Regions from separate parts of the Mus musculus genome. Here regions 1, 3, 4, 5 and 6 are each linked to region 2. Evidence: chromatin contacts called from public HiChIP or PLAC-seq data. All regions are on one chromosome and are shown on one strand. Each heading gives the region's core, a stretch centred on a gene start, on an enhancer-like site or on the middle of the called end of the contact. The rest is flanking DNA. Distances are from core to core; before and after follow the strand shown.

Region 1 (3,532 bases), core at 796-3,295, 510 kb before region 2:
GAGGCAGCCTTGTCTCTATGAGTTTGAGATCGGGTTGATCTACATAGAGAGTTTCAGGCTAGCCACGGCTACACAGTGAGACCCGGTCCAAAAAAAAAAAAAAAAGTTACTGTCTGCACTTAGAACCTAGAGCTGGCTAGTGAGCACATAACTTAATGGTTTTGTGTGTGTGTGTTTTGTTTTTTTTTTTTGTTTGTTTGTTTGTTTGTTTTTCGAGACAGGGTTTCTCTGTATAGCCCTGGCTGTCCTGGAACTCATTTTGTAGACCAGGCTGGCCTTGAATTCAGAAATCCACCTGCCTCTGTCTCCCGAGTGCTGGTACTAAAGGCATGAGCCACCGCGCCCGGCTATAACTTAATGTTTTAAGCCAGGACTCTGTGCTTTTGTATAGCAGCTGTGACAAGAGGACAATAGCCCAGGATTGCTCACTTATGCTCAGGAGTGACTCAACAGCAGGCATCAGCTGTCTCTTCTTTGGGGACAAAGATTAGAGATGACATATCTCACACTCTTCTTGGGAGGGTGACTTTAGCAGCAATGGAAGATGGGATTGTGGCTGTGACAGACCCAAGGCTGAAGGGGCAGATGACCCAGCAGGTGAGGGCTGAACAAAAGAGATCTGTAACCAATCAAGGGCTCCTTCTCTAACAGCCTGGGCCCTCTTCATTGTACTCTCAACTTCTGGAAGGTTCCAAGGAGGACAGGAAGGTGATTTTTGTCCACACTGAGGCACAGGGGCCTCTGGGCCATGCATGGAAACTGCCTGATCAAGAGCGGGATAGTTCAGTCTGAACATTTGGCATTGGGTACTGAGTGTAGACAGTAGAGTCCCTGGCAGTTTGTGCAGCACCGGAAGTCCTGGGGTACGTGATCAATTCCGTAAGAGGAGGAATCCTAACTCTTATCTGTTCCAGACAAGGAAGGAGACTACTGGCCTAGGAAAATACCTGACAGACAGAGTGTTTAGAAAAAGGGAAATGGAAATTAAGGAGTGCCCTTGGGGATCCTGGGAGCTTTTCCCTCCTCCATCTCCTGACCTCGCCGTCCTATAGAATCTGAAAACATTTAACATTTTTTTTAACTGAATACGCTCCTTCCCGCCCTCCCCCCTCACACACACACTCCAGCTTTCCACTCTTCGTTTACAGAGAACTAGATTGGAATGTAAACACCCACTTCATTGTTCTCTTAGGAGCATCATTCTAAAGAATCCTCACAGCCCCTTAGCCAGCTCGGCTAGACGGCTGCAGCCGGCCATTATTGCTCCGAAGGGATGGATACGCTGACTGTGCACTCAGTAATAATGCTACTCGAGTCGCAACTAACAGCCAGGGGAGGTGATGTCTCTTCACCAACGCAAAACGCTGAGCTGGTAAACCCGCTGCCGCCGCCGCAAGCAGAACCACAGAGCAAGGCTCTCCATCTGTCACCTGGCAGAGCGCCTTTGAAAAGGGCTCAGCTCCCAGCCCAGTCTGCAGACAGAGCAGCCCTGGCCGGCTGATCCCGCCCCTCCCCTCCCTCCCGCCCCACTGAATTTGCTGTTTGCGACTTAAAGAACCAGCCAGACTCCTTCTCTCCCTCCATTACGTCCCCAGTTCTGTTCATTTGTCTTCGGCTCTGTTGTCCTTGGAAGGACACTAGCTGTGGCTTTATCATGTCTCCTCAGGGGTTTCCTTAAGTATTTAAAGGGACACCCCAGAGTTTTAGAGAGGGGAGTATAAAGGGCTGGACAGGAGTGTGATTTTGGACAGCTGATCTTTCTCCCTGACTCACTTGCGCCTCCCTGCCATCTCTAAAAGCGAGGCAAACCTCTCACGATTGATGCCCTTGGGGAAAAAAAAACTGCCTTATTTAAAACAACTCCACCGCACACACAGCACACCACGCCCCGCAGACCCGCAGCGTGGGCAGTCTTACTTGACTGGAGCTTGGGGTCACATTGAGCAGGGCACGAAACCTTGTTCCTATACCGGGCCATCTTGTCCCAAAAGGTCGCCTTCCCGCCCTGACAAGGCAGTAGTACTCCGCTCTGCGCCCCACCCTCTGCGCGTGCCTTTGTGAAGCGTCGCTATGGAGACGCCTCAGTCTCCGCCCCTGGACCCAGAGGGTGAGCGCATCACGCTGATTCCTGACTTTCATGGAGTGCCCTAATCCAATAGTTCTCAACCTATGGACTACGACTCCTTGGGGGTGGGGGGTGTCGAACGAACTTTTCACAGGGGTCACCTAAGACCATCAGGAAACACAGATGTTACCATTATACATTACAATTCATAACCGTAGCAACATTACAGTTATGAAGTAGCCACCAAACAATTTGTAGTTGGGGGGGGGGTCACCACCACATGAGGAACTATATTAAAGGGTCGCAGCATTAGGAAGGTGGAGAGACACTGCTCTGGTCCTTGCAATACTATGCCATTGTTTTATGTATTGGCAAATACGAGCAAACTGGAAAAGGCTGGAAAAAAAAAGTTTATTTTAGCCTGGTATACTGGTGCTCACCGGTGATCCGAGAACTCAGGAGGCTAAGGCAGGAGCCCAACCCTGGAAAGAGATGCCTTGTCTCAAAATATTAAATACCCCGAATATTAAAAACCCAGAAGCAGACAGACAGACGCCCAACCGCAAATTTGTGTCCATTCATAATTTTCAATGTAAGCAAAATTGGGCAAGGTTGGCATGGAAATCTGTAGGACACAGCGACTACACTCAAGGATGAGAAAGATGTGGTATAAGGGAAAGGTAAAAGTTTCGGCATCAGGTCTGTGTGAGGTCAACCCAGAGCATCCTAAGCTAGTGTCTAGTTACTTCAGGGAAACATTGGGCACAGGCTAATTACGGAGAGTCCAGAGGGATAATGGATGCAGCAGGGTCATCCTCCACTACATAGTTTGTCCAGGGGCAGCCTGGGTTACACCAGACCTTATTTTTAATAAATACAAAAAATCCCAAACTATATTCCTAGTACCAATCATAGGATGCCACTTTGTTACTGTACACTGGCCGGCTGATCCTACCCACTTATACATGTTAGAGTGTGGCTTTTAATTTTTTTCCACTTGTGATCACACTGTGCCTGAGAAATTTTTATGCCAGCTAGAGTATATAAGGTATATAAGACAAATACACAGGTCACATGTTTATTGATAATGAACCATGAGGAGCTTTATTTTAAAAAGCAATTCATTGCTGTGCATACAATTTTACCATCTATGAAAGATATGAAGCAAATTTGCATATTAATGAGACGTCATATTATTGAGGTTGCATATTAATGAGATGACCTGTTTATCTTACATAAATAATTAAATCTCGGCTGAATAGGAGATGCTGAATATGAGACCATCTTCGGGGCTTTTCAGAATCCATCAATATTTTGGTTCCTATAATCACCAGTACTTGGAAGACCATTTTGGATAAATGCCTGGCACAAAAGGTCAGAAATGTGCTTAGGACCACTTCAAAAAACACTTGGAAGTTCTGCCCTGATCCCAAGCCAAAACTCACTTAAAATGTTTTTATAAAATTC
Region 2 (3,400 bases), core at 324-2,823:
TTAATTTCCTAAGGCATCACACTACTTTTGAAGTATATTTACACACAACAAAATGTACAAATCATAACTGTTCTATTCCATGAGTTCTGACAGCTACAGACACTTCCCTGACCTAAACCTTTAGCGAAATATAGCACTTTTTTTTTTTTTCCCCTGAGACAGGGTTTCTCTGTGTAGCCCTGGCTGTCCTGGAACTCACTCTGTAGACCAGGCTGGCCTCGAACTCAGAAATCCGCCTGCCTCTGCCTCCCAAGTGCTGGGATGAAAGGTGTGAGCCACCCCTGTCCGGCGATATAGCACTTTTTAATCGGTACAGGACAATTTCCCCATCGGCCAATCCACCTTCAACTGCTAGTCAAATATTTTGACCTTTTTTTTTTTTTTTTTTTTTTTTTTTTTTTGGTTTTTCGAGACAGGGTTTCTCTGTATAGCCCTGGCTGTCCTGGAACTCACTTTGTAGACCAGGCTGGCCTCGAACTCAGAGATCCACCTGCCTCTGCCTCCCGAGTGCTGGGATTAAAGGCATGCGCCACCACGCCCGGCTTATATTTTGACTTTTATCACGATTGGATTAACTAGTATCTGAAAGCTACCGTGTGAGGTGCCAGACTTTTATTCTGTTTTATCATAAAAGTTTCTCTCAGGAACAGAGATAGTTCCATTTTGCAGACTAAAACGTTCAGAGCAGGTAGGTAAGGTGCCTCGGGTCATCGGCTACCAACCAGTTAGCCAAGGAGCTGTGTTAGAAGGCCAGGTTGTTAATCCAGGCCCATAGTACACTGAAGAGTGCACAAACCTCTGCATAAGACCCATTATAGCTTCGAATTCAATAGGTGGGGAGCAGTGCCATTTACGAGTTCCAGAGTCCAGAATCCTCCTGTAGGCTGTGTGCACACGCTATCTAAGCAATGGCTCGTTCTCACTCCACTCCCTGGAGGATGGCGGGAGGGGGCTGCGAGCAGCCTCCAATCCACAGAGCTGGCTCAGCAAGGTCGCCTCCTTAGAAGCCGCTCTCTGTCGCTGCACACGTCCCGCCCCGATGCCGGCCGGTGCAGCACGCCCCACCTAGGGTCTCGGGTTCCTCATCCTGTGGGGTGAGGGCTCCGTGTTCGCCACACTCGCCTCTGAGCATCCTTCCCTACTGCCCCCTTTCCCAACGCTGACTCAGCCCCACGCCCTCTCCGCAGCACTGCCGCAGCTGCCATGGCAACCGTGAGCCACCGCCTCTTCGCGCCGGCCGCGAACTAACGGACTCCGGGCGGGCGGCGGCTAACGGCGCCCCGCCTCGCCCCTCCCCGTTCCTTGACAGCCCTGACCTGCAGGATCTAAGTGGTGAGCCCGAGGGGCCGGGCTTGACAGGGAGAGCCGGGTTGCGGAGCCCAGGCGGGCAGCCCCAGTCCGCAAGACCTCGGCCGCCGGCAACAGGCCGCTCCCCCGGAGGAGAAGCGGGAGAGCCACGCAGAATGTAGCACCAGTCGCAGGGTATCATGGGTCTTGTAGTTCGGTGGCTCATCAGGCTCGCCGCCTTGGCTGGGTGATTCGGGCCGAGAACTACAAAGCCCAGCGGTCCGGAGCGCGGCGACAGACTGATAAATTGGGAGCTACTCAGATGGTGTTAAAGTGACTCTTTGTCTGCAGGGGGCTCCGGGGTGGTCGCTGGATTGGGCGCTGTGCGTCGGGCGGGGGTAGCGCAGGTGAGCCTCATTGCTGCGCTCCAGCCCCGCAGCCTCTGCACTCGCGGCCCCGCTCCATCGCCACCGCGCGGGGCCTGGGCCTCCTAGGGTGCTGCCTCTTGGTGCAGAACCGTATGTATGGCGCAAGGTCGATGCGAGACCCGACAAAGCCTTCACTAAAAGGCCTTTGCCTTTCCCTGTGAATCTCTAGGTATTTCTGCTTATTTTTCAAGTACCTCAGAGCTTTTGGCATATAAAATCCATTCATTAGCGTGTGTTCAGAGGACAGTAATATTTAAAAGGACAAGTGTGAAAGCTGATGAAGGATATTACTGTTATTTGGTGATGTCTGAATACATATACATATATATATGTTGCATGTTAGCTATTGAGGTTGAATGTCATGGAGTAATTAATGCCCCCTTCCGGCTCCACTCTTCACTTACTACCTAAATGTTGCCCACACATATTTTGGTTCTTTGAAGACTAGTTAAACTTTCAATGGCTAGTTAATTTTTGCCTTTTTCTGGAGAGTGTCTTTAGCATTTGTTTCTTTTTTCCCCAAGCACTTCCTAGAACGCACACACGAAGCTGATGGGTCTGGAGTATTTTGGGGAGGTCATAAATAACGAACTTGGTTTTATTGACTGATGAGATTTCTTAGTGGGTTTTGATGTGCTGCGATCTCACACACTTGTCTATTTCATTAAGCTTTGTTTGGTCTTTCACTCCCTTGGAAGTTTCTGTTGCTAGCTCTCCTTCATTTCTGACTTTCTCCTCTAGCCAACTTTACTAGAAATGTATTTTATTGAACTTTCTGAACAATCTCCTTTTGACTACACTGAAGTGTTCTGTATTCTGTTTCTATTTTTTAAAAATACCTGATTGATTTATGCACATTTTTCTTTGTTTTAGAGACCAGGCTTCACTGTGTAGTTTTGGCTAGCTAGAACTCACTGTGTAAACCAGGCTGTCCTGGAGCTCACCTGTCTGTCTCAGGATGCTGATATTAAGCATGGCTCAGGATGATTTCCTCTTTTTATTATGTGTAGTGAGAATTTTGGTGTTTTTTTTAAACATGGAATTTACATAGAAATATAAAAATTGTTTTTGTTTTAATCCCAGGTTTGGGATATTGGGCTGCTTCAGATTGTCCACAGCGGTTGACTGCGATTTGCCTCATGCTGTACAAGGGATGTGATTTTTGCCAACAGCCAGATAGTTTCCGTGACTGTGTGATGTTTGGAATTCTGGGGACTTTTCAGAGGGCATATAAATGCTAAGACTCCAAGAGGTGGGGTTGGTTCTTGATCACCACTTGTTAAGTAATTGTTCCTACGTAAAGAAGAAACAACAACAAGAAATTAGATATCCTGATGGCAAAGATGGAACTTGCCCCAAGAAACTTGACACCCCTAATCAGTAGGAAGTAGTCCTGGTGAGGCCCTTCGACCCCAGCCACTGGCTTGCTTACTCTGTACCACACGTATGAGGTTTGGTAGCCTGAAGCCAGCAGACTGTACGAGCATACCTTGCTTCTCAACTATAGTTCTCTGTACCTCTAGATGGTTTTATAATTTCAGGAATGTCTTTATATTTCATAAAGAAAACTCCCAGAGATGGAAGAGCTGACCAATCACGCAGACCCAAACTCAACCATCCACTTTTCGTGCTTCTCCAGGTCTGCTGCTGAGACAGACTTGGCGATTTTCTTAAGAGCCAACTCC
Region 3 (3,588 bases), core at 561-3,060, 420 kb before region 2:
GGCAGGGGAGCTATGCTTCCAAGAATCCAGGATACTCCCTTGACCGGCCTCAGACACCTCTCTCTCTCCAGTATAAGGAAAACCTTCTGCAGATCCACAGTGGCACAAGAAAATGTCTTCCTCCCCCTTAGTCCCACAACCTACAGGAGGGGTGAGGCCCTGCAGTGCAGCTCTGTGAATGATTAGCTAACACCCACCTAAACAGTGCCCGGCCAGCAGGTCTTTATCTTAACTCTAAGATTCAGGCTGACTGGGCACAAGGAACAGGAAGAGGCAGGTGTTATCTAGAGCAGTGTTTCTCAACCTGTGGTCTCAACCCCTTGGGGTCCCATATCAGATATCCTGCATATAAGATAGTGACATTACAATTCATAGCAGCAGCAAGGTTACAGTTACAAAGTAGCAACAAAATAATTTTATGACTGCGGGTCACCCCAACATGATGAACTGTATTAAAGGACTGCAGAGTTGGGAAGACTGAGAACCACTCCTCCAGAGAGTTGCCAGTTACCATGGCAAAGGAAAAGGATATGGATAGGCAAGGCACTGGTGGTTAACGTGCACACACAGAGGGAACAGTCACCTTCCTTCCTCACAGGCCGCCTGGCTATGACCAACTAAACAATAAGATTGTGAACCACTGCAGGCCTGGGATCATGGGAGCACACACTCTAACACATCTCTCATGTTTGGTTGTACCAACAATCCAGCTTTAGACTGTCAGGGATTCCCCAGGGCCAGGGACCTCCCCAATGCTAGGGGCTCCTCAATGCCAGGAAGTTAGGGACCCTCAATGGTAGCCCTCATACCAAAGTGCCACCTTTCTAGGGATTACCTACTGTCTTAGGTGCACAAAACATCAGGACCAAGAAGTAAGTTGGGGAGGAAAGGGTTTATTCAGCTTACACTTCCACACTGCTGTTCATCCCCAAAGGAACTCAAGCAGGTCAGGAAGCAGGAGCTGATGCAGAGGCCATGGAGGGATGGCACTTACTGGCTTACTTCCCCTGGCTTTCTCAGCTTGCTCACTTATAGAACCAAGACTACCAGCCCAGGGATGGCACCACCCACCATGGGTCCTCCCACCTTGATCACTAGTTGAGAAAATGCCTTACAGCTGGATCTCATGGAGGCATTTCCTCACCTGAGGCTCCTTTCTCTGTGGTAACTCCAGCTGTGTCAAGTTGACACACAAAACCAGCCAGTACACCTACCAACAAGGACTACTCGTAAAGATTCCCCTAATATAAAGAGCTCCATGTACCAAGACTCTCTTAACATAAAAGCCCCAGTTGGAGATCCTTCCAGTGCAAAGGCCATTCTCCAAACCCCCTGTTTTTGGGCTTCTGGGGGCTACTGGTGCTGGACACTGAGACAAGCACTCTGGCTGCTTGCATATCTTTTCCATGGGGGTCCCCTCCCTCTACAGAGCTCCCTACATTTCTAAAACCGGTAGCAAAGAATAGCCTGAATCCTAAAGACCTCCCAGAGCCCACGGTTGACACAGGCCTCTAGGACAGAACACAAAAGCTGCCCAGGGACTCCGACTGGTGAGAGCCCTTGGCTTCCTGGGGGGACCCCTCTGACCCACAGCTCCCACCGGTGGAGGCTGGCATTTAGTCCTGTTGGGCTAGTATAGACTACTTGGCCCAGGACTGACCCGGAGGGTCCCTGGAACCAAAAGGCAGCTGTTGTTTAAAAATCAACACGGAGAGGAAATGAAAAACACCCGCCCAGGCCTCCCAGGGCCAAGAGACTGATGGCTGCTGGATGAGGCGGTTTCTGGAAGAGGCATGACTAATGGCCCTACTGAAAGTGCCCTGGCCAAGTGCCAGCAGCTCCCGTCAACGCCTTGTCTCTGCAGCAGTCAGGTGTGGCTGGGAGACAAAGGGGCCGTCTGTGTGCTGGCGGGTCTTGGACCCAGTGGCTTTTTGAGTCAGGCAATGGTGTCACAGGAGCCCCTGGAGGGGCTGGGGGCGGGGTTTGGATAGAAAGAGGGCCTGGAGGGGTACTGCCTGCCAAGGTTCGCTCACACCTCGCCACCAGGAGAGGCAAAGCCATCTGCCATCTAGCCACCCAGTGGAACAAAAGAGCAAGCACCCTGTCCCCTCCCGCCCCACCACACCTTTCAAGTCTCCAGTGCCTGGGACCTTCCCTGAAGCATCCTTTCAGGGAAGTCCTGCTAGCTGGGCCCTGCCACGTCTGGTGCCTGTGTCTTGTTTGGTATACGCCCTCCGACAACTGCTATAACCAACTACGAATTACAATCCACGGATAAAGAAACTGAGGTTCAGCTAAGGCTGTGAATCTGCCCCAAACCATCCCTGCTCCCATCACTAGAACTATTCCCAACAGAACCAAACTAAATACAAAGTCCCTCCACTAATGGGCGTTCCCAGCCGTAGAGGCTCGCACCAGCTGGCCCATGATAGCTGTGAATGCCGCTCAACCTTATTTACAAATGTCAAGGACCATGTTGCAATGTCAAAAGGATGGGTACCCCTGCTAGACTAGTCCAGGATCCCGGTGAGCCAGCTCTCCCCACAAAACTTAAAAGAAAACCCAATAATGAGAAAGAACGTTTTTATGCAAGTCAAAAGTAATGCAAAAAAACCCACAATCAGAGAAGACTAGAAAAAGAAAGGGCCCAGCCTTGTATTTACACAATCGGAGAGTACGCCCTCCCTCACCTCATTTCCAGTGGGGAAGGTACCATAGCTCTAGATTCATCTCCACTGCCATTCACCATCACCAAAACATTGTCACTGCCACGGGGGATGGGGAGAGACAGTCCCTGTGTCCCTCCCCAGACACTTGAGTTATAGCAAGATCTGTCCCCATGTACCTTGTCCACCCCACCAAGGTCCCCTCTGGGTGACACCTCTCTTTCTCTGTGCTACTGTCTGCCGGGACCTCTGTACATGAAGAAACATAGTTGACCTTCAACAGATTCAAGTAACTATTTTTACAGACTCTCGGCCCTGGCGTGCACAAGAACCTGACCAGGTATCAGTCTAGAGTCCCTTTGTTAATTACTTTCCACTACTGTGACAAAATACCCAAGGGAAACAAGTTGAAAAGGAAGAAAGGTTTGTTTGGGCACACACTACTGGATGTCTCAGCCCATAGTTGTGTGAAGAGGGTTGAGCAAGGGTAATTGGGATCACAGGGCTTGGGGGGTCAGGCGGACAAACACTCTTCCGAAGCCCCACCAATGGCTTGCTCTCCCCAGTGTCTCCCTCCTCCTAGCAGCTCATTTAGCCATGAACATGTCCAATGGACACGTTAGCTTCAATTACCTCTTTAAAAAAAAATTTTTTTTTTTTTTGGAGAGCGTCTCTCTAGGTAGCCTCAGCTATTCTAGAACTCATTATGTATACCAGGCTGGCCTTGAACTCATAGAGATTCTCCTACCTCTGTTTCCTGATGGCTGGGCTTAGTGGTGTGTGCCACTGTACTTGGTCCAATCTCTTTTTAATAATGCCACCACCTGGGTTCTAGTAGTTAACATAGAGCCTTTTGGGGTACACTGATACCCACTGGTTAAATAAGCAGAGTCCCTAGTGGACAGGCCCAAGTGCCTATGTT
Region 4 (3,528 bases), core at 934-3,433, 380 kb after region 2:
GGAAGTGCGGAAGAGCGTCAGAGAGGCAGAGGGGATCAGCAAAGACGCCTTCGCGGCAGAGTTAGCTCTTTGATTTCTTGTGAGGTTAGTTTTTCCATATCAAAACTGCTGTGTCATCCACTGCCTCCCGGGTGATGCTGACAATAGATTCGAGGACGGATGGTGTCACCCTTCCCTGCTGTGCCCCGGCAGGCTCCTCTCTGCAGCCCCTCACTTCACGCTCCACAGTAAAGGCAGCACGGCAGAGAAATCCGTTTGTGTTCTGCAGTGCTCCTTCATGCCTGAATTATGTCAGGAGAGGGTTCCAACGAGTTTTGTGGATAATAACATCTCAGCCTGTCTTATTTGAGTAGTTAGAAATGCAACCAGGTGCAGCAAGCTTACTTTTAAAAGGCGCGGCCTTATACAGAAGGGGCAGTGGCAGACAGCATCCCGTAGAAGACATGCTGTGTGATTTTGGGCTCAAAGTAGGGGTCATTACATCCCTGGCAATGGGGCTGGCGGACAGCTTTCCTTCGTTCTGCCAACTTCTGCTTCTTGCCTTTCAACAGCACTTAGGTCTGTCAGAGCCATGGTGGGTGGTGGGGAGGGGGAAGGAGGCTGAGGAGAGTAGGCGTGGCATGGGAAAGGGGGCTGAGAGTAGGTGTGGCATGGGGAATTAACGTGGTAAACATCTTTAAATGGTAATGCAGTACTCCTTCAGAATCTGTTGGTGGACTGAAAAGCTTCAGTTGTTTGGATTTCCAGAAGGGTTCATGGTGGGGAAGGGTTCTGTGCTTATTAAACACACACGGAGAGAAACTACATTAAGAGTAGAAAACCATGGAACCCACAGATGCTGAAATAGGGAAGCCACATTGGGGTGAGCCTGGGCCTCTGTTTTCCTCTACGTTTGGATTCTTAGGGAGTTGGGTCTGTGATGTAGGCTCCTAGGAGTGTATGGAATGCCTTCAGCCAGGCCGCCACTCAAGAGACAAGTAGGTCCTCTGAAGTGTCCCGTGAGTTCCCGTCCGATGAGGGAACACGTGACTGGGGAGATGGTTCTGGGGAATGACGCAGGCTCCTAGACAACAGGGACTGCATAGCTCACGTCTGAACTCTCAGTGGCCGCAGAGCCTGTGGTGCACCTGTGCGTCGAGAGAGAAAGAGGATGAGTAGCCACCGTTCACGTCAGAAGATGTGCTGTTATTTACAAAACGATGTATGTGCCATGCATGAAATCATCCTTAACAGCACCCAGACTTTAGCCCTGGAAGGTAGGCAAGGCTGCCTTTAGGTGAGGTCACAACTGTAGGTGGGTGTAATAGTATCGTGTGGAGACTGCCCTTCCGAAAGGTCTGAGATATGAATAAGGCTCAACTGAATACTTGTGGTTTCTGTATTCTGATCCTAGATCCGTGGTAGACATTATTTTTTCACCTAAATATTCTAGCATCGGCATTATATTATGCTGTTTTAAATTCACAATACAATTACGTCACCGGGTCAAACAGGGGCTAGGCTGGGAAGTGGTGAATCTACATGTAGTCTCCACTACCACTATATAGTTTCTGGTCATTTCAATTAAGCGGATTGCAGCTTTATGGCCCTAGGACTTCAGGAAACGTGTGTTCAGACATTGCCTCTGCTTCACAAGAGTCTTGTTTCTGTTGAACTTCCACGGCCTTATTGGAAATCAATGATTGTTTCTGATCTTCAAACTGTCATGTTGAGGAGACCTAAAGATTAACTCACTCAATAAAATGGTTTGAGATTGCAGGATGTGGAGAACTTGCAATGATTAAAACACATGCTTCTGCACCACGGTGTGTCCTATTTTAACTGTGTCTACACAGTGCGCGAGGGAATTTCTCCGTGCAAGTTGTTTTCCTCCAACAATCCGCGTGATCATGGCATTTCTGGACACAGGTAGGGACTGACTCCAGAGCAAGAGCCTCTAAACTGAACCGAGACAAGGGCGCTATCCTTTCCTAGCAACTGTTGCTATGCGGGGGCGTGGCATCGATGCGGGCAAGGACGCCCCGGAGGCCCCTTCCCCTCACCTGCACAAACTACATTTCCCATGATGCTCCGAGAGGGCTCCGTTGTGACGAACGGAACAAGCGCAGACGGGGGCGGGGGAGGTGGGGGGCGCTATTCCCAAGTCGGCTCTCGGGCACCAGCAGGGGCCACCGCCGCCATGTTGGGCTGAGGCGATGACAGGAGGCGGCCGGGGCGTGTGGGATTGAGAAGTGGAGGAGGAGGCGGAGAGTCAGGGCTCTGAGGGGGAGCTGTTCCCAAGCTAAGGGAGGAGCCCCCGGAAGACGCTGCGGAAGGCAGGCAGCGAGGCGGAGGCGGCCGGAGCCCAGACGCGATGCGGCCCGACCGGCGCGGCTGCGCTGAGGCGCCCGCGGCCTGAGCCCCCCCGGCGCTGCGCTCGGTTCGGCTCGGCCCAGTTCGGCTCGGCTCGGCTCGGCGGCTGGCGAGGTCGATGCCCTTGAGCGCGGCTGCGCGCAGCCCGGCTGTGCGGCCCCGCGGCGCGCGCTGAGCTTCTCGGCGGCCCCGGCCGCTTTCAGCTCGGCGCTCGATGTGTAGCCACATAGTTATCTGTACACTTCGTCGCCGGGGCTTTAATGAGGACCTGAGTCGCGAGCGCGTGTGAATCACCGCCTGGGCCGGGGAAAGAGGACGGCGCATTTAACCCCCTCCCACCCCGCTCCATGTCCGTGTGTCACTCGGCTCTGTCCACCTGGCGCGGCGGGTCCTGGAGCTGCTACTGCTGCTGACGATCGGCTCCCCTCGCGCCTCTCGCCCCAGAAGCTCTTGTGCTCCCACGTAACTTCTACTTTTTTTTTTAATTTTTATTTTTTTTTTCATTTTTGGGAAAAGCTCAGCACAAACCGATCAGAATTGTGAAGGTTCTTTTTTATTTTTTCCGTAGTTCCAGCACTTCTGCTCTTGCTTTTTGTTTTGTTTTCTGCGTAAACCTCTGGCCCACTCTCAAAAGGCAAGATGTCCAGTCATGTCCCGGCGGATATGGTAAGTGAACGATAAGTTCCGACGTTCGGATTGTAGTGTGGTTTCCAATCTTATTTAATCGGAAGACGACGCTGGCGTCGGGGCGAAGGTTTCTGGGGCCCGGCGGGGGTGAGAAATGGGGGGCACTTCTGGAAAAGCCAATCTACTTGGCTTTGGAGAAGTTGGCTCTTCTGCCCCCCTCCCCCCTTTTCTTTTAGGAAGCACTGGTTTTTGGTGTGGTTTTGCAGCTTTTTCTTTCTTTTTTTCTTCTTCTTTTTTTTAAAACCACTGGGAGTCACTGGTTCGGTTGTGTTTCCTAAGTCGCCGGAGGCAGGGAAATGCAGTGGAAGCGGAGGAAATTCCTTCCCGATTGCTAGAAGGCTTTCAAGGCTTGGATTTAAACGCTTCGGGAAAACGTCAAGGGCTGTGTGGACACGGCCGGGGACGGGCGGCGAGCTGGATACCTAGGGTAGGAAGAGGCTGTCTGGCTCAGTGACAGACAAGATCGTTCAGACGTAGGTGCACACTTGA
Region 5 (3,257 bases), core at 206-2,705, 460 kb before region 2:
GCAGAGGCCATGGAAGGGTGCTGCTTACTGGCTTGCTCCCCATGGCTTGCTTGGCCTGCTTTCTTATAGAACCCAGGACCACCAGCCCAGGGATGGCACCACCCACAATGGACTGGGCCCTCCCCCATCAATCACTAATTAAGAAAATGCCCCACAGGCCTACCTACAACCTAATCTTACAGAGAGATGTTCTCAACTGAAGCACCTTCCTCTTAGAAGACTGTAGCTTGGGTCAAGTTGGCCTAAAAGTACCCATACAGGGCTGCATTTTAAAGTTTGGTCAAAGGTTTCTGAACTGCAGCTTAAGGTGACATGGAAGTCACTTTGTGATAAGTTACAGAGCCTTTGCCTGTCACCAACAGCCAGCCAGTCGAACAGCTCAAATAAGACAGACACAAGCAGTGACTGTCAGATTGTCTCTATGTCAAGTCCGATTTCTTTATCTTACTTCCTTTTCTCTGGCTATAAATACAATCTGCCCTCTTGGTCAGCAGCCTGAAGCTAGAGCCACAAGAGACACCAGTCAAGATCTTCAAGAGTAGATTTGTTGTATTCTCTTCCATATTATTCCACCAACATCTTCTACCCCTAACCCTGCCTGGGTTTCATTGTTTTCATTATATGTATATGAGTGTTTGCCTGCATGTATGTATGTGCACTGCATACTTGCAGTGTCCATGGAAAGCCAGAAGAGGGCGCTAGATCTCTTGGCATGGGAGTCACTGATGGTTTTGAACACCCACATAAGTGCCGGGAACCAAACCTGGCTTGTCTGCCAGAGCTGTCAGTGCTCTTAGCCACTGAGCCATCTGCCCAGCGCCCTGTATTTTCTCTTTTGACATCCCCAGGTGGATGACATCTGTTGCAGAAGAGAAAACACAGCCAAGATTAGAAAAGAGACCGCACTCAGAGCATAGTTTCCCATTAGTGGGCAATTTAAGGCTCTTAACATTCTCTTGCAGGGCCTCAGATGTCTGGGTAGAAAAATCAAATCCATAATTGTTACAAAATCTTACTTTTTTGTTATCTGATACAATTGACACGGCCCTTTCATGTCGACATTATCCAATTTAACACAATAATACAGAGTAATGCATTTGGGAAGAATAAAATGCTTAACACATGTGGGGAATTCTCTCCCGTCTTGGAAGAGTGCTCTGGGTGGTTCGCTATTGTTTAGTTAAGACAGCTCCGACGTGGCTCCTTATCTTGTGTGGACTGAAAGGCGATCAGTCATTCCTGTCAGAATGTGAGGTAAGGCAAGTGCCACTTCAAAGGGCCCACTTACCCAGTGGAAAGAGTTGAGCAGAAACAGAAAGCTGAATATAATTTCCTCCCTGCGCGGCCAATCCATATGGCCCCAAGCAAGAATTTCAGACCCATCTGTGGGGAGAGAGAGACAGGAATAAGAAAGTTAACTTTTCTCGCTGTGGTGTTTGACAGCCATTTCCTAAACAGCCTATGGAAACGACCTGGCCCTCTAAAGATAAACGGGCTGAGAGGAAGTTGCTTTCCTCCCTGTGAGGCAGGATTGCTCAGTTATGAGTCAATGTCTTTTTATCCAAAAAGAAGGTTCCAGCAACACAAGATGATTATATATGGACATTAAGCCGGGGTAGTTTCTGTGCTGCCTCCCTCCCCAAACCCCATCCCGGACACACTCTCAAGTATTTCAAGTACAAACTGTACAACTAGAAGATGCAATCAAATGATTTTACCACCCCCAACCCCCGACACACACAGAGCTGGCCAGGCAGCAACCACAGATCCAGGCTCCTCCGCAGACAGGAAAGCCGTAAAGACAACAGCAATCGAACACACAATCGAAATACAAACGAATGCCACCCACCCCACCCCCACTCTCCCCACTGCCTGGTGAGTACCCCCACCTCTCTCCCTGCATCTCCTCCTCCCAGAGTTTAGTCTAACTCCCAGGAAGGGGCCACATTCTCTTAGCTTGCCCTGCTGAGATGAACAAGCCGCAAATCCACACACAAGCATGATCTACGTGTAGCCCACCAAAGACACCCAAACATAATCCTGTGAGTCAAATAATGTCAAATATAAATTTTCTTTTAAAACCAGAGGGGATCCACAGGTGTAATCTACTTAAAGAAAGCATTGTCTGGTGTGTATTTCCAGTCCACCCCACAGCTGCTCATCCCACAATGCACCCTAAACTTGTTCAAACACCCAGTTCCCAACCTCTCTCTGCCTGTACCTCATCCTATGCAGTTTTTATTACAGAGCTGTGGCTGGACAAGGGTTAAAAGTTTCTTCACAGGGCTGGAGAGATGGCTCAGAGGTTAAGAGCACTGACTGTTCTTCCAGAGGTCCTGAGTTCAATTCCCAACAACCACATGGTGGCTCACAACCATCTGTAATGGGATCCTATGCCCTCTTCTTCTGTGTCTGAAGACAGAGACAGTGTGCTCATGTATGCATAAAATAAATAATTTTTTTAAAAGTTTCTTCATGTTTGGGGGAGAAATTAAGGCACACTGGGCTTGACCGTGGTAGAATAGGCTTCTGGGTGGAGGGTGGGGCAGTCATAAGGCATGAGGGGAAAGGATTAAAGGAACTTTGAGTTTCTTCCATTCTGGCTAGGGAATCTGGCCCTCAACTCCTGTCTCCTCTAATCCATCAACCCAGGAACAGTGACCGACCTCATCAAAGCCTGAGTGCTCACTGAGATTTCTGGGTGAGGTGGTGGCAGCACAGAGGAAAGCTTTAAAACACTTAGGGGATGTCGGGAACTGGAGAGATGGCTCAGCGGTTAAGATGGCCTGGGTTCAGATCCTAGCACCCACATGGTGGCTCATAACCATCTGTAATTCCAATCCCTGGGGACCTGGCACCTCTTCTCTTGTCCTTGGATACTAGGCAGATACCGGTACACAGATAGATGCAGACAAAACACCCACACACATTGATGTGTTTATAAAAAGATAAAGAGAGGGGGATATGTTCTATGGATGTGTGGTGAGGTATGGGGGAAGGGTGTGCCTCGGCCGGCCCATGCTGAGGCATCCCTTCCACCTGAGGGAGTAGCCACATGACAGTATAGTATAGAATAGAGTTTATTCAGAGCATAGGGAGGGGAGTTAAGAAGATAGTAGAGGTAGAGAAAGGCAGAGAGAGAGAGTAAAGATGTAGAGGCTGGCCATGAGCACATGGAGAGAGAGTAGGGAAGGGAATGGGAAGAGAATGGGAGCAAGAAGGGAAGAGGAAGAGAGAGCAAGAGAGTAAAGAGGGGG
Region 6 (3,547 bases), core at 68-2,567, 410 kb before region 2:
CAAGGCAGGGAAAGCCGCAGCCTCCCACCAAATGTTTCAGGTTTGCTTATCCTCAAGCGTGAGAACATTTCCCCAGCACCACCTGGCAAAGTAAGAGCCAGCCGGATACAGAGGGACTTTGGCACACAGATAAACCACCCACCCTGCTGCCCTCCCGGCTATATGTGGATCTTGCTATGGGTCTCAAGTTTACGTAGATCAGAGATGCTGGAGGTTTAAGCAGGAGTGGTGTGAAGGGCTAGGGCGATGCTCGGCGGTAGTGAGTATCCCGCCTGGTCCTGGGTGTGCTGCCCCCAGAACCGACAAGAAGAAAGGAGATGCCATCGCTATGCCGCTACTCAGCACATGGCCAGCCAAACTCCTCCGGTGGTGGCTTCGTTTCTCAGTCTCACATGGAGGCTCACACTTGTCAAAATGTGAGTTATGTGAACAGAATAAAAAGGGAGAGAGACAGCTCTTCTTTTCTTGGTCCATAAAGCAGATTCTGAAAGGTTTGCACCTCCTCCATAGGACCCAAGTTCAATTCCCATCACCGGCATGTTAGCTCAAAACCATCTGTAACTACAGTCCCAGGAGATCTAGTGCCTTCTTCTGGCCTCTGTGGACACTGCACGTAGGCGGTGCAGACACCATACACCACATCCGCAGGCCAAACATCCACACGCATAAAATAAGACAATAAAGTAAAAATAGAACCATGTGCCTTATACAGGGTGTTCGGGAACAGACTGAGCTGGGCCCACGGTTGTATCTCAGAGCTACGGGAGGCCGCAGCAGATGCAGGATGCTATTAGGATTGTGGCTTTCCTACGTTACACAGATGGTGGAGGGGGCCTGCAGGAGAGAGGCCTGTTTCCTGGCCTCCAAAAATACTGCTCTCCTGAGCAACCGATCTCCCTTTATATCACTTGCTCATCCGTTTCCCTTGTTCCGATAGCTCCCAGGGCTGGTGGCCCACTGGAAGGACATGTCTGAGTCCACACGTGGATCTTCCATTACCGGTACCCCCTCCCGGCTCCTGCTGTGAAACACAGGCCCTTCCTTTTTACTGTACTTTCAACTTCTGTTGTGCGTCCCTTTAATAAGCTACCTCAAGTCCTTTCCAGAACAGAACAGAACATACACAAAGCAAAAGAGGCTCTGGAGACCTTTTCTCTGTGTCCTTAGGTTACCTCCCCAGGAAAAAAATTTCTAAATTTTCTGCCAGACTTCCCAAGCGGTGACATTTTCTATAACGCCTCTCCTAAGAGTTGCCGCTCATTTGGGCGGCTCCGAGTGGTGAGGTCTTCTACACAGTTTGAATTTTGCGTGTGATACACAGAGCCCTCATTTCCTGATTTTCAAAAGGCAGGATGTGTCTTCTAATTTCCCTCGGAGGATTTAGGTAGCTGGCTGGGGAGAAGAGATTCACACGTTTAAATTTGGTGCATCGGGAGGTTTAAGTAGCCGTGTGACAGTTTGGATCTTAATTGACTCACAAAAACTCTTATGTAAAAGGCATGGCTGCTAGGCTTGGGTCTGTCTGTGGAGAGATGCTGATCTACTGAGTCTGGTGGGAGGAAGTGAGGTCACCGGAGGTGTGTCCTAGAGCAGAAGACTGAGGCTGCAGCCACTCCCAACCCTCTCTTCTTTCCTTCCTGGCTACAGTAGGCAGCCTTCTCTCTCTCTCTCTCTCTCTCTCTCTCTCTCTCTCTCTCTCTCTCTCTCTCTCTCTCTCTCTCTGGAGCTAAGAGTTCTACATCTTGAGCCAAAGGCGGTCAGATCCCATACTGGGCAGAGCCTGAGTAAAGGAGACCTCAAAGCCCGCCTACACAGTGATGTACCTCCTCCAACAAGGCCACACCTCTTCCAATAAGGCCACACCTCCTAATAGGGCCACTCCCCATGGCCAAGTGTCCAAACACATGACTATAGGGGTCAAACCTATTCAAACCACCACACTCATGTATCCCTGCCCCACTCCCTGTGTTTTTTCAAATATTAAGCTGTTGCTTCAAACACTAAGATAGACCTAAATTCCTGCAGACTTCCTAAATGGGCTAGAGAGAGATGGCTTAGCAGTTAAAAGCACTGGGTGCTCTTTGCAGAGGACCAGGGTTCAGTTCCTGGTACCCACATGGCCGTTCAATCATCCATAACACCAGTTCCAGAGGCCACTTTTGAACTCTGAGAGCTTCAGGCATGCACGTGGTACTGAAGAGGTCAGCTCAGAAACTTTGGAAAATTCCACCTGCCCCCTCTCCTCCTGGAAGAGAACCCCTTCAGAAGGGGACAAGATGTGCACAGTCGATACTTCTCCTTCAGGTGTAGAACGACCCCAACACTTTGGAAAAATAAATTCCTCTTGCTTTTTGCATCGATTCCCGGTGGTTTCATGTTGTTCACTCAGGGAGTCCCTGGTAAGCTAAGGCTCGCCAGAGTCTTACACTACCTATAAATACGCACTCAAGAGCAAAAAAAAAGAGGAAGAAAATCTTTCAACTCCTGAATTCCAAAGATTCGGCCTCAAAATCCAGACATGGCCTTTTGCCAGTACTGTTTGTTGAATGACTACATGAGTTAGTTGAGCCAACACAAATGCTGGGAAGGATGAATAGAGCCATTGAGTCAGCCAGTGTCTGTTCCAAAGCTATGTCCCCAAGCAGAAGTGACCAACTATCAAAGAGACGAGGATTTGTAGAATGGAAGCTGGAGTCTTCCCAGGGAACAAAGGATTGGGTAAGTACTGGCTGATCTCTGGGGAAATGGCAGGTGTTTGCCTGCATCTGTCTGTCTGTTTGTCTGTCTGTCTGTCTGTCTGTCTGTGGGGAAAGCATCTTGATAGATCCACAGCCCTAGTGGGCCTTAAACTCAAAATTTTCCTGCCTCACCCTCCTGAGCAGCGATTGCACATGTGCACCACACTAAGTTTGAAGGACGAAGACTCAGAAAATAAAGACTGTTATAGGGACACACCTGAAAATGCCCTGCTTTTATGATAAGCACGCCCTCTCAACTCCACTCGCCAGGCCCCACAGGAGTAATCAACTTTAGCCAGCCTTCCTATGCCTCTTTCTGAATATCTGTCCCCTTAGCTATCTCCAAGCTTTTTTATTACCATTGTAGCCTAAAAGCCTTCAAAGAACAAAGTGACTCATAGACCTGGGAGCCTAGGTGGCAAAAGCCAGGGAGCTCCCTTCATTCCACACCAAACCCAGACTTCCCAGCCACATACAGTTTTACTTTAAATGCACACTTATCCTTAAGAACATCACTAGCCTTTACCTTGTCTATATTTGTTTGTCTGTTGTGAGACTAGCCCATGTAGCCCAGGCTGGCCTCGATCCTCCCACCTCCCTCCCAAGTCCTGGGATTACAGGTGTGCGTGCCACACCTGGATTTTGTTTTGTTTTCTGTTGACAGTGTCTCCCTCTCCCTGGCTCCTGGCTTTGCTGTTTCCTGTCACTTCTATTTGGTTTCTTCTTGGGATATTTGGGCACCAAGCATCCTGGGACCCAGCTTTTAGAGAAACAGCCCAAGCAAGCCTGCTTCCAGCCAGGAGGATACG

What was found. HiChIP or PLAC-seq counts read pairs in DNA pulled down with a chosen protein or histone mark.
Region 1: a contact with region 2 is called in an H3K4me3 HiChIP or PLAC-seq map of craniofacial prominence, with 5 times the contacts expected there. The contact joins the promoter of Tex26 here to the promoter of Katnal1 in region 2. A contact is called at or near these places in 2 of 39 promoter capture datasets (the 3T3-L1 cell line and hippocampal neurons) and 6 of 115 datasets of contacts at active chromatin or transcription factors (the SCID.adh cell line, craniofacial prominence, embryonic basal ganglia and 3 more).
Region 3: a contact with region 2 is called in an H3K4me3 HiChIP or PLAC-seq map of embryonic basal ganglia, with 3 times the contacts expected there. The contact joins the enhancer-like site here to the promoter of Katnal1 in region 2. A contact is called at or near these places in 18 of 39 promoter capture datasets (the 3T3-L1 cell line, 3T3-L1-derived adipocytes, the C10 cell line and 13 more), 2 of 484 Hi-C or Micro-C datasets (CD8 T cells and bone marrow-derived macrophages), 6 of 115 datasets of contacts at active chromatin or transcription factors (SST interneurons, bone marrow-derived macrophages, craniofacial prominence and 3 more) and 1 of 9 other capture datasets (macrophages).
Region 4: a contact with region 2 is called in an H3K4me3 HiChIP or PLAC-seq map of the SCID.adh cell line, with 17 read pairs. The contact joins the promoter of Ubl3 here to the promoter of Katnal1 in region 2. A contact is called at or near these places in 3 of 484 Hi-C or Micro-C datasets (embryonic stem cells, natural killer cells and uterus), 3 of 115 datasets of contacts at active chromatin or transcription factors (the SCID.adh cell line, embryonic stem cells and memory CD8 T cells) and 2 of 9 other capture datasets (adipose tissue and liver).
Region 5: an H3K4me3 HiChIP or PLAC-seq map of the SCID.adh cell line shows a contact between it and region 2, with 11 read pairs. The contact joins the enhancer-like site here to the promoter of Katnal1 in region 2. A contact is called at or near these places in 5 of 115 datasets of contacts at active chromatin or transcription factors (DN3 thymocytes, the SCID.adh cell line, double positive thymocytes and 2 more).
Region 6: an H3K4me3 HiChIP or PLAC-seq map of the SCID.adh cell line shows a contact between it and region 2, with 15 read pairs. The contact joins the enhancer-like site here to the promoter of Katnal1 in region 2. A contact is called at or near these places in 4 of 484 Hi-C or Micro-C datasets (the Ba/F3 cell line, bone marrow-derived macrophages, nephron progenitors and 1 more), 15 of 115 datasets of contacts at active chromatin or transcription factors (the SCID.adh cell line, SST interneurons, astrocytes and 12 more) and 4 of 9 other capture datasets (adipose tissue, liver, macrophages and 1 more).

The regions. Positions count from the first base shown.
Region 1 is chr5:149,438,173-149,441,704 of GRCm38.p6, reverse strand. Tex26 (testis expressed 26) reads right to left here and starts at 2,045. Exons shown (of 7, transcript NM_029464.2): 1 at 1,918-2,045. The coding sequence starts at 1,978.
Region 2 is chr5:148,926,820-148,930,219 of GRCm38.p6, reverse strand. Katnal1 (katanin p60 subunit A-like 1) reads left to right here and starts at 1,573. Exons shown (of 11, transcript NM_153572.2): 1 at 1,573-1,694. Gm36446 (a long non-coding RNA gene) reads right to left here and starts at 1,408. Exons shown (of 2, transcript XR_377236.1): 1 at 1,317-1,408; 2 at 598-1,087.
Region 3 is chr5:149,351,578-149,355,165 of GRCm38.p6, reverse strand. No RefSeq gene overlaps it. Among named protein-coding and RNA genes, the nearest start is that of Gm35704, 5.4 kb to the right of the region's middle. RefSeq lists an enhancer at 799-3,007. Within about 2 kb of position 1,810, at least 153 of the 459 cell types and tissues checked have an H3K27ac peak or open chromatin away from gene starts, as enhancers often do. A contact at or near this core is called in craniofacial prominence, embryonic basal ganglia and hematopoietic stem and progenitor cells, where this site is marked.
Region 4 is chr5:148,551,443-148,554,970 of GRCm38.p6, reverse strand. Ubl3 (ubiquitin-like 3) reads left to right here and starts at 2,183. Exons shown (of 5, transcript NM_011908.2): 1 at 2,183-3,018. The coding sequence starts at 2,992.
Region 5 is chr5:149,390,234-149,393,490 of GRCm38.p6, reverse strand. It overlaps a transcript of Medag not described here. Among named protein-coding and RNA genes, the nearest start is that of Medag, 20 kb to the left of the region's middle. Within about 2 kb of position 1,455, at least 75 of the 459 cell types and tissues checked have an H3K27ac peak or open chromatin away from gene starts, as enhancers often do. A contact at or near this core is called in DN3 thymocytes and the SCID.adh cell line, where this site is marked.
Region 6 is chr5:149,332,436-149,335,982 of GRCm38.p6, reverse strand. No RefSeq gene overlaps it. Among named protein-coding and RNA genes, the nearest start is that of Gm35620, 12 kb to the right of the region's middle. Within about 2 kb of position 1,317, at least 50 of the 459 cell types and tissues checked have an H3K27ac peak or open chromatin away from gene starts, as enhancers often do. A contact at or near this core is called in the SCID.adh cell line and memory CD8 T cells, where this site is marked.